2 separate regions of the Anas platyrhynchos genome follow, and region 2 is linked to region 1. A link is a contact called in public Hi-C data. All regions are on one chromosome and are shown on one strand. The core of a region is the stretch at or near the end of the contact, and the rest is flanking DNA. Distances in the headings are between cores, read along the strand shown. Region 1 has its middle 22 kb from the start of DPT. Region 2 has its middle 42 kb from the start of TBX19.

The links. A called contact is a pair of places that touch in the nucleus more often than the background predicts.
Region 2: a contact with region 1 is called in a Hi-C map of small yellow follicle, with 4 times the contacts expected there. The contact joins two enhancer-like sites. A contact is called at or near these places in 2 of 8 Hi-C or Micro-C datasets (F5 follicle and small yellow follicle).

Annotation. Positions count from the first base shown.
Region 1 is chr1:88,382,426-88,388,238 of IASCAAS_PekinDuck_T2T, forward strand. No RefSeq gene overlaps it. Among named protein-coding and RNA genes, the nearest start is that of DPT, 22 kb to the right of the region's middle. Within about 2 kb of position 3,561, at least 5 of the 8 cell types and tissues checked have an H3K27ac peak or open chromatin away from gene starts, as enhancers often do. A contact at or near this core is called in F5 follicle and small yellow follicle, where this site is marked.
Region 2 is chr1:88,547,407-88,552,780 of IASCAAS_PekinDuck_T2T, forward strand. No RefSeq gene overlaps it. Among named protein-coding and RNA genes, the nearest start is that of TBX19, 42 kb to the right of the region's middle. Within about 2 kb of position 2,230, at least 3 of the 8 cell types and tissues checked have an H3K27ac peak or open chromatin away from gene starts, as enhancers often do. A contact at or near this core is called in F5 follicle and small yellow follicle, where this site is marked.

The DNA of each region.
Region 1 (5,813 bases), core at 2,311-4,810:
CAGGAGGAGCCTCTCCTGACTTTGTAGAATTTGAGAAGCACAAAATGGTGTTAGAGGCAGCGAATGAACAGATGATGTCCCTCTTACCTGGCGTGGCCCTAACTTGTACAGTACCTGCAGGGCCCCTTTAGCATGCTGTGTTGTTGGGGCTGGTTGTGTACATTGAAATGTACAGATTAATTCCTGCTCCCACATCCTCCGGGAGAGAGTGAATATCGAGTTGTTGTTAGGGTGAGACCTACGAAGAGATTCTGCTCGAGCCCTGATCGCATGGACTGGGGCATAAGCATAATAATTGATTACGCTACAGTTCTTCTTCAGTGCACAAGTGCTGATAAATAAGAGAAAAAAGAGCAGACAAAGGCTTCCGCAATGTCTGAGCTACAGCTTTGTCTTTGTTGTTTACCAGACACCTTTGTGAGGCCACCTGAAGACACTCAGTACCTCAGCTGTGTATTAATCATCCAGGTATCTGGCAGATCAGGGCAACATATTTCCCTTCTGAGAGCATTCAAATGAAAAGCTAAATCATCTATCAAGAAATAGTATTGAATTCCTATGACAGGCTGTATTTTGGGTGCTTGATGCACCATTTGCCTCTGCTAAGCTGGAACTTGCTAACTAAAAGCCAACCCTACAAGCTCCAAAATATGGCTGACACAACACTGAGCCCACAACAGAGTCAAGCTCTGCCCCAGTTTTTAAAGTTTAACAAGATAAACAGCATATAGTCACAGGCTTCTCTCCCACCAGTGCATTCACCAGCTCCTCCCATGTAACTAGGCTGCCTCTACATTTCATACTCCAGTGGACCTCTCGTATTTGTCATGCGTACTCCTGGGTGGATAATAGGACTCACCTTGATGTGACAGTGTCAACCTCCCTAATGTAATCTGTCCCATGAAAAATCATCCTTTTAATCCTTCAGAATGTCATGTGTATTAGCTGCAGCCCTTCTTGTCTGAATCCTCTACAGTGGATTCAATTTCATGCAAGTCCTAGCAAGATGGACCATCCTTGGCTAGGAACTCATATCCTCCTACAGCCTCTGTTTTTCAGAGACAAGGAACCCCTGCTTTTCCCATAGGATCCACCTTTAAACCTATATAATCCATAAGTTTTCCTTCCCAGACCAGGGAGGTTTGCTCTGGCTTTCACTGGTTAAACACCTTGGGCTGCCTTGCCATGTGTCTCATTTTTGTCTTTGCACACCCTTCTTTGCAGCACTGCATGTTCACACTCAGTGTTCACCTTCACTTGCAGCATTTGAGCTTTTGCACTGGCTTTTTCCTTATCCAGTTCCCCTTGACCCGCAAGAACCTTCCACCTGAGTGCAATGAGCCATTCAGTCTGGCTCCGGCTCAGGTTGTTAGCCGCTGTATTCAAACCCGCTGGTCTCCCAGTGCTTTTCCATTCCTTCCCCTGGGCCACATATTCTTGGTCAGCTACCTACTCACTCCTCCGACCTCAGAAATGACCCCTCACTACCACGCGGTATACCAGCTTTAAATCCACCTGGAATGCAGCCTGATGGGCAGGCATTATTTCTATTATTTCCATGGAGACACCCAGACCGGCTTCCAGCTACACAGAAAAAAAATTAAATAAAATGTATCCGTGGGGTGCTGCAGGGCTGAGGACCTGGCAAATGATTGCACAAGCCCTACGGCCTCACTTGAGTGGGCGCTCCTTTGCAGAGGACACGCTCCAGTACAGCTTGGCACTCTTGTATTTGCTGGTCTAGCTCAATCTGACCAAGGTCATGCAACAGCAAAAACGTACCCTTCATGCAGGATACTCGTGAGAGCTCAGCCTTGCTGCATGCTTTGCTTGCTCCTGGTTGCAGCTGCCACGTGGTTATTCTCACACTTGTCACAGATCACTGTGACACAGACTGACTTTTTTTTTGTGTGGATACATTTGGCTTTTATTACTGCTTTGCATTGTATTGTGTTGGCTACAATACTGTCACTGCGATCAAGTATTTCGGTTCACAGCAGAATAAATGTTTGACAATATGAATAATTACCCTAATTTACCCTATCAACCCTGTACACAAAACTTTAAGGTTCTTGCAAGCACCCCCGCTGGAGAAAAGATAGAGCAGAAACAAAACATTAGGGAAGATTTTCCTCTGTATTCAGGAAAGGCAATTCAGGAAGGTTGTCTAGAGGTTGCATTTAGTTTGCCTTTAATGTTTTTGAAGGGGAGAGTGTTTTAAACCTTCAGAAGTGGGCAGCCACCTCAGGACAGTGGACTCTGCTCTCTCCAGTGGAGATCCCTCACTCTTTATGCCTGGCCCCCTGTGTGGGCCAGCATGAAATAGCTGCGGTCCCAACCATGCTCTCACCTTTACCTCTTACTGAAGATTTCTTTGGCAGCTGGGCACTTTTGGGGGCATGAGGGCAGTGAAAGGACTGTGCTCACCTGACAATGTGGATAGGGCTTGTCTTTGTGCAGAAATGTAGGAGATGTAGTGAAAGCAGGAGTGCTCTGCTCCTCTTTCCTCTCTGGGGACTCAGGCATGCAGCACCTCCAGGCAGAATTCCCTCAAGGGATGGGCAGGGCTCACAAATCAGAGAACTGGCTCCTGGCCAGCACTCGGTCCTTCATCTGTTGTAAAAGCAAACTCCTAAGATGCCCTATATGTGAAATGAGCTACAGACAAGCTTGGTTCTACCTCAGAGGGTATTAGAGTTAATAGCTTAATGTTCTCGCAGCAGGGAGAAAAAAAAAAAGCTATGCAGGCATTTTGAGCAGCCTCAATACTGGGCTGTGTGTTTCTGGTTGTTAGGGAGAGGAGTAGGATCCCATTTTGTATGCAGATTTCAGTGCTGAGGTCTAACGTCTCATGATGCTGGGGCAACAGATATCTGGCCATTCCTTCTGCAGTGATCATCAGGCGACCTTGAGATCTACCCAACTGAGGCAGTACGGTTTCTATAAATATCCCATTTTCCAGGACTGTGTTTTCAGCTGCATCAGAGAAAATCCTAGTGAAGAATCAATTCGGTTGGGCTCTCCCTCCCCCTGGCCCTTAGTCTGGGTTGTAAAAAAAGCCTTGGAGATTTCTCTTTTAGCACTGACCTTCTGAGCAATCTAATGATGAAGATAGGAAGAGGCTGCAACCAGACTGAGAAAAAAGAAAAGCCTTTTGCTAGGAGGGAAATGTGTGAGTAATATACACATTGTTGGCCAGTGGCCAAATCACTCTAGTAACGGCTGTTAGCTCCTCTCACCAAGAAAATGATCAGATGCGAAGGAGAGGCTGCAGTCGGGTGTCAGAAATGCTGAGTCGCAAGGGGAGAGTGCCGCATCCGATGGAAATTTACCCAGGAGCCGGCGACCTTCACACGCTGCTGGGGACAAGGAACGGGGGCTTGCAGGGATATCCTGCTCTCACTCACACGCAGCTGTGCCACCTCCATGTCACCGCCCAGGTAGAGCACAGCCCAAAAAAGGAGGCCAGGAGCTGAGCTGAGGAGCTGTACAAGCTCCAGGACAGAGCTGGGTGGTGCTTACACAGCGTGCAAGGATGGCTGTCCCCACAGCATCGCCTGATCTATGGTGATTACTTGCCTCAGGTGACTACTTGCTGCTCGTCTGGCCACTCCCCTGCTGCACTGGACACACGGTCTAGAAATGAGGCAGTTGGGTCCAGGGGACTCGTGCCTGGGGCTACCCCCTCTGGAGAAGGCAGGCAGCAAGTTGACCTCACAACTCCCTGGTTTTAGGGCTTTCCTAGGGGGAGCTTCAGTATAGCCATTTTCTCCCTGTTTCAGACATGGTAAGCACAGTTCAGAATTAGTCTGGCTTCACCCTTCTCAGAGGGGTTTGAGGTTTGGGAGATCACCAGGACATCTCCCTTCCTCCTCACCCCAAGCACTGGAACATGGTCGATGGCTTCGCCTGCAAGATTGCATCCTCTCCATGACAGACAGTGGGGAATGGAGGAGGATGTGCAATTATGCCAGAGGACAAAGGATATAAGGCAGTAATTGAGAGCTGGAGCTTAAAATACAGAGCAACTACTTGCATTGAGTTGCAAGATGAAAAAATAGGGAGAAAGAGGCAGTTGGTGATGCAATGATGGAGATGCTGGCTAGATGGTGCTAGCACATACTCCTGTACACTTGTCAGGGACTAATACAACATTATTACTTATTTTCCTTTAGACAGAGGTTTCGTTTCCATTGCAAAAGCCTGAGAAACTACTGCTGGTTGATGGTACTGCTGACAGAGAACTGGCAGTCCCCAGGGAAGTTCTTGTCCCTTTCAAAAATTAAGGGCTTCTGCAATATAGGAAGGATAATGCACTCTCTGCAGCGTGCTGAATGATAATCAGATAACTTACTCAATCCAGTACTCCCATGTGGGCTAAACATAACATAAAAAATGGTATCTGCCTCACATCACCCTTGAAATCACCCCTTCTTGCACGGCACTGCAGGGACTTGTCCTTAATCCTCTGGACCATACTGGATTAAACTCTCCTGGTTGCACTAACAGAGCCAGCGGCAGTCACCAAGGCAACAGCAGGCTCCTCGGCCCCTAAAAGGAGCATGTCTACATGGCGAGGTGAAGATCTTGGCCCAAGCACACCCAGCCCTATGATCCACGCACCTTCCTTTTGTACACTGTGCTTTTAGTTTGACCTCCACCTGCTTGTGGATCTGCTCTTCAGAAGATGCAGGTCCAGGCAGGAGAGATCCTGTGCCTGCAGTGGTGGAAACCAAAGTGCTTCTGGGACACCTGCTGGGGCTTGACCCAGCAGGCTGTGTAAAGCACGCTAGGATGATACTCAGACTCCAAAGCTTGGGTTCCATGCCCTCTGACTGAATATCTGTGTGTGAGCAATATAGATGGAGGTAAATTAGATCTTGGAAGTAGGCACAGACCTAAGGTGAACTCCCTATGAAGCTATGCCTTACAGAGAGCCCAGTCACCACTAGAGGGAACAGAAGGCCACACTGAATGACAAAATTATAAGATCGCTCTCTAAAATAAATGCAGTCAACTGGAAAATACCAGCAGGCATTCTCCATTAAAACTAGAACAAAATGAACCTGAAATACAGATACCTCCTAATCTGCTGGGAGGAGAAAGCAGAAACCGGCAGTGGAGAGCAAGCGGGAATTTCAAACCTCCTTCTTCCAAGCTCCATCACCAACCCTTCCATATAAGCAGTGGAATAGAAGTGACACCTTTGTATCTACATATCCCCGAGGCTGTTGACAGGAGGCCGGTGTCAGTGAAGAACTAGGCCAATGAAGGCTAATTAGTGCTGTGGAGGAGCACAACACTGCAGTGCCAACATGTTCCCACCAAGATCTGGGCTCACAAGAAGTTAGGCAAAGCTATAACCTGAGACAGTGTCTGTTTGGGCGAGGAGAAGATACCACCTTTTCCATTTGTAGCAAAAACATCCTACAAGCATCCCAAGCCCTCTTCCATAACGTACTGCATGTAGAAGCAGAACCAGCTGCTCTGCAGATGTGCAGCAGGCTGCATTTTTGGGTCCAGGCTTACCATGCACAACAGTGGGGAAAAAGGCACCCAACTAATGAGCTAGAAAGCAGAAGTAAAAATTTGCCCAAGGCACTAGAAATAACCTCAACTTCAGCAGATGGTTATCCAGCACTGGGACGAGCAGGAGCAAACGATGAGACCAAACAGCACAAATCCCTGCAAGTCCACGCCTGTCCTTAGCATCAGCAAGAAGAGGGCTTCACCAGCCTCTACTGCTGGCTGCTCCTTCAGGGTACTGGGACACAGCAGGGCACCTTCCTGGGATGCTTCACACCAGCCCTCCT
Region 2 (5,374 bases), core at 980-3,479, 160 kb after region 1:
ACTTCCAATTACTGGGCTATACTCAACAACCTGATGTTGGAAAGCTGAAACCACCTCCTTGGGAAACAGTGCTACTTAGCCCCAGTTGTTCCACTCACACGTAGATGTGAGGTATTTTGCTCCTGCAGCACCAGGCAGAGCAAGGGAAGCCTTTTTTTCCACTTACTCCCTCCTTCATACAGCATTTGCGTTTCAGAACTGAAGCAAGGCACAGGTCTCTAGCATAAATGCAGCAGTATGCACTTGAGGAACAGAATGAAAACTAACATAAGATTGAGTGTCAGGCATCATGATAACAAAAAAAAAGTACTGATCGAACTGCTCCCTGATGGTATATATTATAAAATAGGAGCTGCTGCTGAAAAAGCACTTGTGTTATGTTTGTGGTGCAGTCATACACCATGTTCAGCACCTGAACACATTGTGCCATGTGCACTCAGACAAGCAGACGAGATATAAAGAACAGTGGAGCTGCGAAGGAAGAGGGCTGCACTGCTCACATCTCCCTCTATGCTGCCCAGCATGTTCTTTGTGAGGGACAGGTCAGGAATATCAGGCAAAACCAGAAAGAGGAGAGAAAGCTACGCATGTGACTACCTACCTCACCAAACAGATGTCAGAAGCAATGATCAGAGCGATTCTTCCCCCCTCAACTGAGAACAAAAATCCAACAGACAGCAGATTGAAGGAAAGGCACAAAAACACCATAGCTCAGGACCCAAACCTGCATGCTAAGTCCCAGCTGCTAACATAAGAAACTTGTGTTTGGCTCTAGATCTTGGTTAGTTATTAGATTCTTGCCAGGGCTACAGCATCCTTCAGCCCCCACAGAAGACACAAAACAACCAGCAAATGTACCCACTTTACAAAGCCAATATTTGCCTGTCTTGCCAGCTCCACTCTTCCACGCACAACCTGCTCTCAGGAGCAATTCCTGATGTTTTAAAATATTCCCTTGTGATACTCCTTAAAATATGACTAACAAGGACCTAGCTTATTAAGAGAACACCTGAAACGTTCAAACATCAGCCCTTTACACCTTCCTCATTTGTAATTGAAACTAGAAATCAATGTTATTATCATTTTGTACGAAAGACTGGAGCTGTGCTGTGCTACACAAACACAGGCTGAGAAACAGCCCTGCACCAATCGATCTCCAACTGGAAAAGACAGGGATATAGTGTGGATGGTTTGCTTGGAAGGCAAAAAGTTTTGTCTGCAGCCAGTTAGCAGAGCAGGAAGAGAACGGAGGTCTCCCAGCTCCCTTTTCCTGGCTACCTAAAGCCATTCTGCTTATCAGGCATTACTGGTAGCTCACGGTCCCAGACAGACTTACATCAACAAAGGCAGACTGACTAGAAATGCAGCACAGTGGAAGAACAGAGCTGAAAGAGCCCCTCAGTTAATGAAGTCCATCTTTTTGCTCTAAAACAAAATGAAGTTTACCCTGATATTTCCTTTCAGATGCTAGTCTGATCAATTCTATAACATCTCCAACATCAAACATTTTTCCTGAAGATCTACACTAAATCTGCCACACTAGAAAGCAATCCAAACCCTACATCTACATTCAAAGTGGTAACACATCAAAATACATATAAAGAATAAATTCCATCAGCTTCTGACACAAGTGTCCTTCTTGTTTTTCTGGGTTCCGACCCCCTTTTGCTCCTTTGCTTTGCAAGCAAAGATTTGAGGGCAAAAGTAGGTGGGCTTGTTTGTTTGTTTGTTTGTTTTCAAACCACTCAGAAAGCAGATCTCACCTTCATGTTTGAGGGAAAATTGCTGGACAACTTCTGTTTGATAACACTGCTACCACACCAACTTGTGAAAATACACGTGGGCTCCAGGACACTGTAGGGGAATTGACTATTTGCATTTCCAGCTGGCCTGTGAGATCTGTTTATTAAGGATTGTCCTTGAACATTTTGCTCCCTGAGTGAAATCATTTGGTTTTCATTCAAGAGACAGACTAATTAGTTTTTAAACCACCAGAAGAGATATGAGTTGACTGTTCCCTCTGCTTTGTTAGCAGTGAAGATGTGATTAGGTGGTCCGTGTTCAGAAACTGTCTGCCCTTGATGACATCTGCCAGACTCATGAGCTGTGGCAGCTCATAATTAAAGGCACCTTTAAGAAGGGGAGGGATAGCGGCAGCGAGGTCTTACTTACTCTTTTAGGATAGAGCAGACAAGCCTGACAGATGAAACTGAGGGGCTGAACCAGTGGAGACTGGTTAAAATGCTTCAGCAGCCATTCACACACCTCTGAGACTTCCAGTTTGTCTTTGATCACTACAGCTGTCTCTTGCTTGTATAACGGGAAGGGAAGGCTAGAGGTACCCACTGGTTTGGGAGCAGGAGCACCCGACTGCCTGAAGCCCTCCTGGGGAGCACACAGAGCCACCAGAGTAGCAGAGAAAGCCCAACGCAAAAGCTAGGTGGGCACACCTCCCTGTGCAGAGAGGCAGGAACAGCAGGAGCCTCAAAGCAAGAGGTCCTGGGGAAAAGTACTTTTCCTGCCTCATGGAAACCCTTAGAGGAGTCTTGGTTGTGATTCTCTCAAGGAGGTAACTGTACAAGCTTTCCTCCTCGCCCACGTCCACTACCAAGTGTGGGCAATGGATCATTCTGCATCTCTGAGTGTTATCTCTACAGGTACCAACTTGTGATTTTCTCCAACCTACCCTGCAGAGAGTTCGTTGAGTTCATGCATGCTCGTGTCCTAGGCACCACCAGTTCTACTTGGCAAGTGAGGAAACACTGGTTAGTACCCTCTGTGCATGATTTTCCATAATTACAACAGATGCAGGAGTAAAGAGATTATCACTTTAAAAGCAACCAACATTTTGTAATCAGCTACCATGGAGGATTAAGTTAAAATGTCCCTGGGTTAAGCCCCTGTGCTCAAGGCCTGAAGTATTTCGCAGGAGAACACTGTGGTACACTTCCACAATACTACTTCATTAACAGAATAGCTTTAGAAATATTCATCCCCCTTATTAGATGTAAGCTGCCAAGTGCAAACCTACTTTTCAGGGTTTATTTTTACCTTTACAATTTTTTTTTCCTCAAGGTGTTTAGATCCAATGATTTTAGAAGGCACGTTATAGAAAAAGAGGTGGGGGAAAAAATCAGAAATTGTTTTTTATGGGGGTGGGGGGTGTTCTTTGTCTCTAGTGATGCTCTCAGGAATCCCAATGCAGTGGTTGTCAGTCTGGGAAACGTAAATACTGCTTAAAATAAAGAAGTACAGTGGAAAATATAGCGGTAGAGGGTGCCAGGTACCCTCTTTGAGGGCAGAAGCCTCAAACCAATGAGTGACAAGTGTATGGCACGGTGTAGTTATACAGTGCACCAGAGCTGACTATATACATACGTGATTCATTTCAAAGCAATTTAGATTAAGAGGATTAGAAAGGGTTGTTACTACAATACCCTGGTCTTCTTCCAACTTCCCTCCAATGACAGGACATCCCAGTCACCTCTTGCATCGTACTAGAGATGGCTAGGACAGGTTTTAAGGGTTCTTGCTTGCAAGGCTGAAGCGGTCACTGACACAAATGCAGTAATAATGAAGGGAAAACATGAACAAAAGCAGCAACCTCCATGAAGCTTCTTCACCAACTTTATTTTAAACCTGTGCTGAGCAGCAAACCACCTAACCACACCAGTGCTAATTAAGCTTCAGAGCTGACACCCTACTGAGCAGAGGAAATTCTGTAGTGCTCATGGAGAAAACGTGTGAGTAGCCAGCACAGGAAGACAGCTAAAGATAACTTTGCCCAGTGTTAGAGACAACTGCAGTCACCACTGATAGTTCTTATCTAAGCAGAGCAGGCTTGGCCCAAACTTCAGAGAGAGATCTGCAGAGAAATCTCACCACACCTTAAAGGCTAGACACAGAAGATAGGAGATGGCACTCAATTCTGAATCAGTACCCTGGAGTGACACAGATATTTGGGACACACCATGAAGAGATAAATAGAACTAACTTTGTAACATGGTAGGAAAACACCCTGAGTGGTCCTACACTGAACTGCACATGCTGCATGAGACAGAGGGCTATCCTGCGTAGAGTGCAGACAGGCCAGAAGTCTAAGTATTATGCTCTGCCTCACTTCCATAAAAATAAAACTAATTTAGAGTACAAATAAAAGTGATCCACAGCATTACTTTTTCCTAAAGACTTCAGCAACTAGCGTTACAGGACCAAGACTACAAGCACCTTCTTCCACAACTCCAATAAAGATAAATTAACAGGTAGGCAACTGTGAAAGAGCCTGAAACAGGAAAGTAAGTCCCACAAATAAAGAACCTAGAATGCAACATAACTTGGACTTCCTCTGCCTTTATCCAGCAAGGCTGGATCTATCTTCTCTCTCATCATCCTAATAAAATAGCTCACAGTTGGAACATAACTTCATGGCACTGTGCTGAAGTTACCTTGCTGTTCAGGGGTAATGCCGCAGCCATTTCCAGTAGGAGCTTGCCATGCCAGCTAGCGTACACCTATAGAGGAGGTCCCAAACACTCTCAGCATCTACGGCTTTTAAGGTTTCAGAAAACAGTGATTCCACTGCTTCACCTGCAAAACTGACAAAGTAATATACCGTGCTACCAGGAAAATTGAGAAAAATGAAGCTGAACAAGTCCGTTTGTAAATGTCTTTAGTGAGATGACTATCATACCTGGACAAGTTTGAGAAGTGGGCCCACGTGAAGATAACAAGGTTCAACAAGGCCAAGTGCAAGGTGCTGCACCTGGGTCAGGGCAATCCCAGACATGAGCACAGAGTGGTGGAGAGCTCACTGAGAGCAGCTTTGAGGTGAAGGACTTGGGAGCACAAGAAAAAAGCAGGTCTGGAGAAGATGATCAGAGAGCTGGAATACCTCTCCTATGAAGATAGGTTGAAAGAGCTGGGGATGTTCACCCTGGAGAAGAGAAGACTCTGGGGTGACCTTATTGCAGCTTTTTAGTACTTAAAGGGGGCTTATAAAAAGGATGGAGAGCAACTTTTTGCTTGGGCAGACAATGACAGGACAAGGGGGAACGATTTTAACCTAAAACAGGGGAGATTTAGATTAGATGTTAGGAGGAAATTCTTCACTCTGAGGGCAGTGAGGCCCTAGCGCAGGCTGCCCAGAGAAGCTGTGGATGCCCCATCCCTGGAGGTGCTCAAGGCCAGGCTGGATGGGGCTTTGGGCAGCCTGGGCTGGTGGGAGGTGTCCCTGCCCGTGGCAGGGGGTGGGACTGAGTGGTCCTGAAAGTCCCTTCCAATACAAGCTGTTCTACGATACTCTGTATGACTTGCACTTCTCTCTTCAACAGTCTATGATACTGTTTTTAAAGGACAGCCATCCAAATGCCAGAAC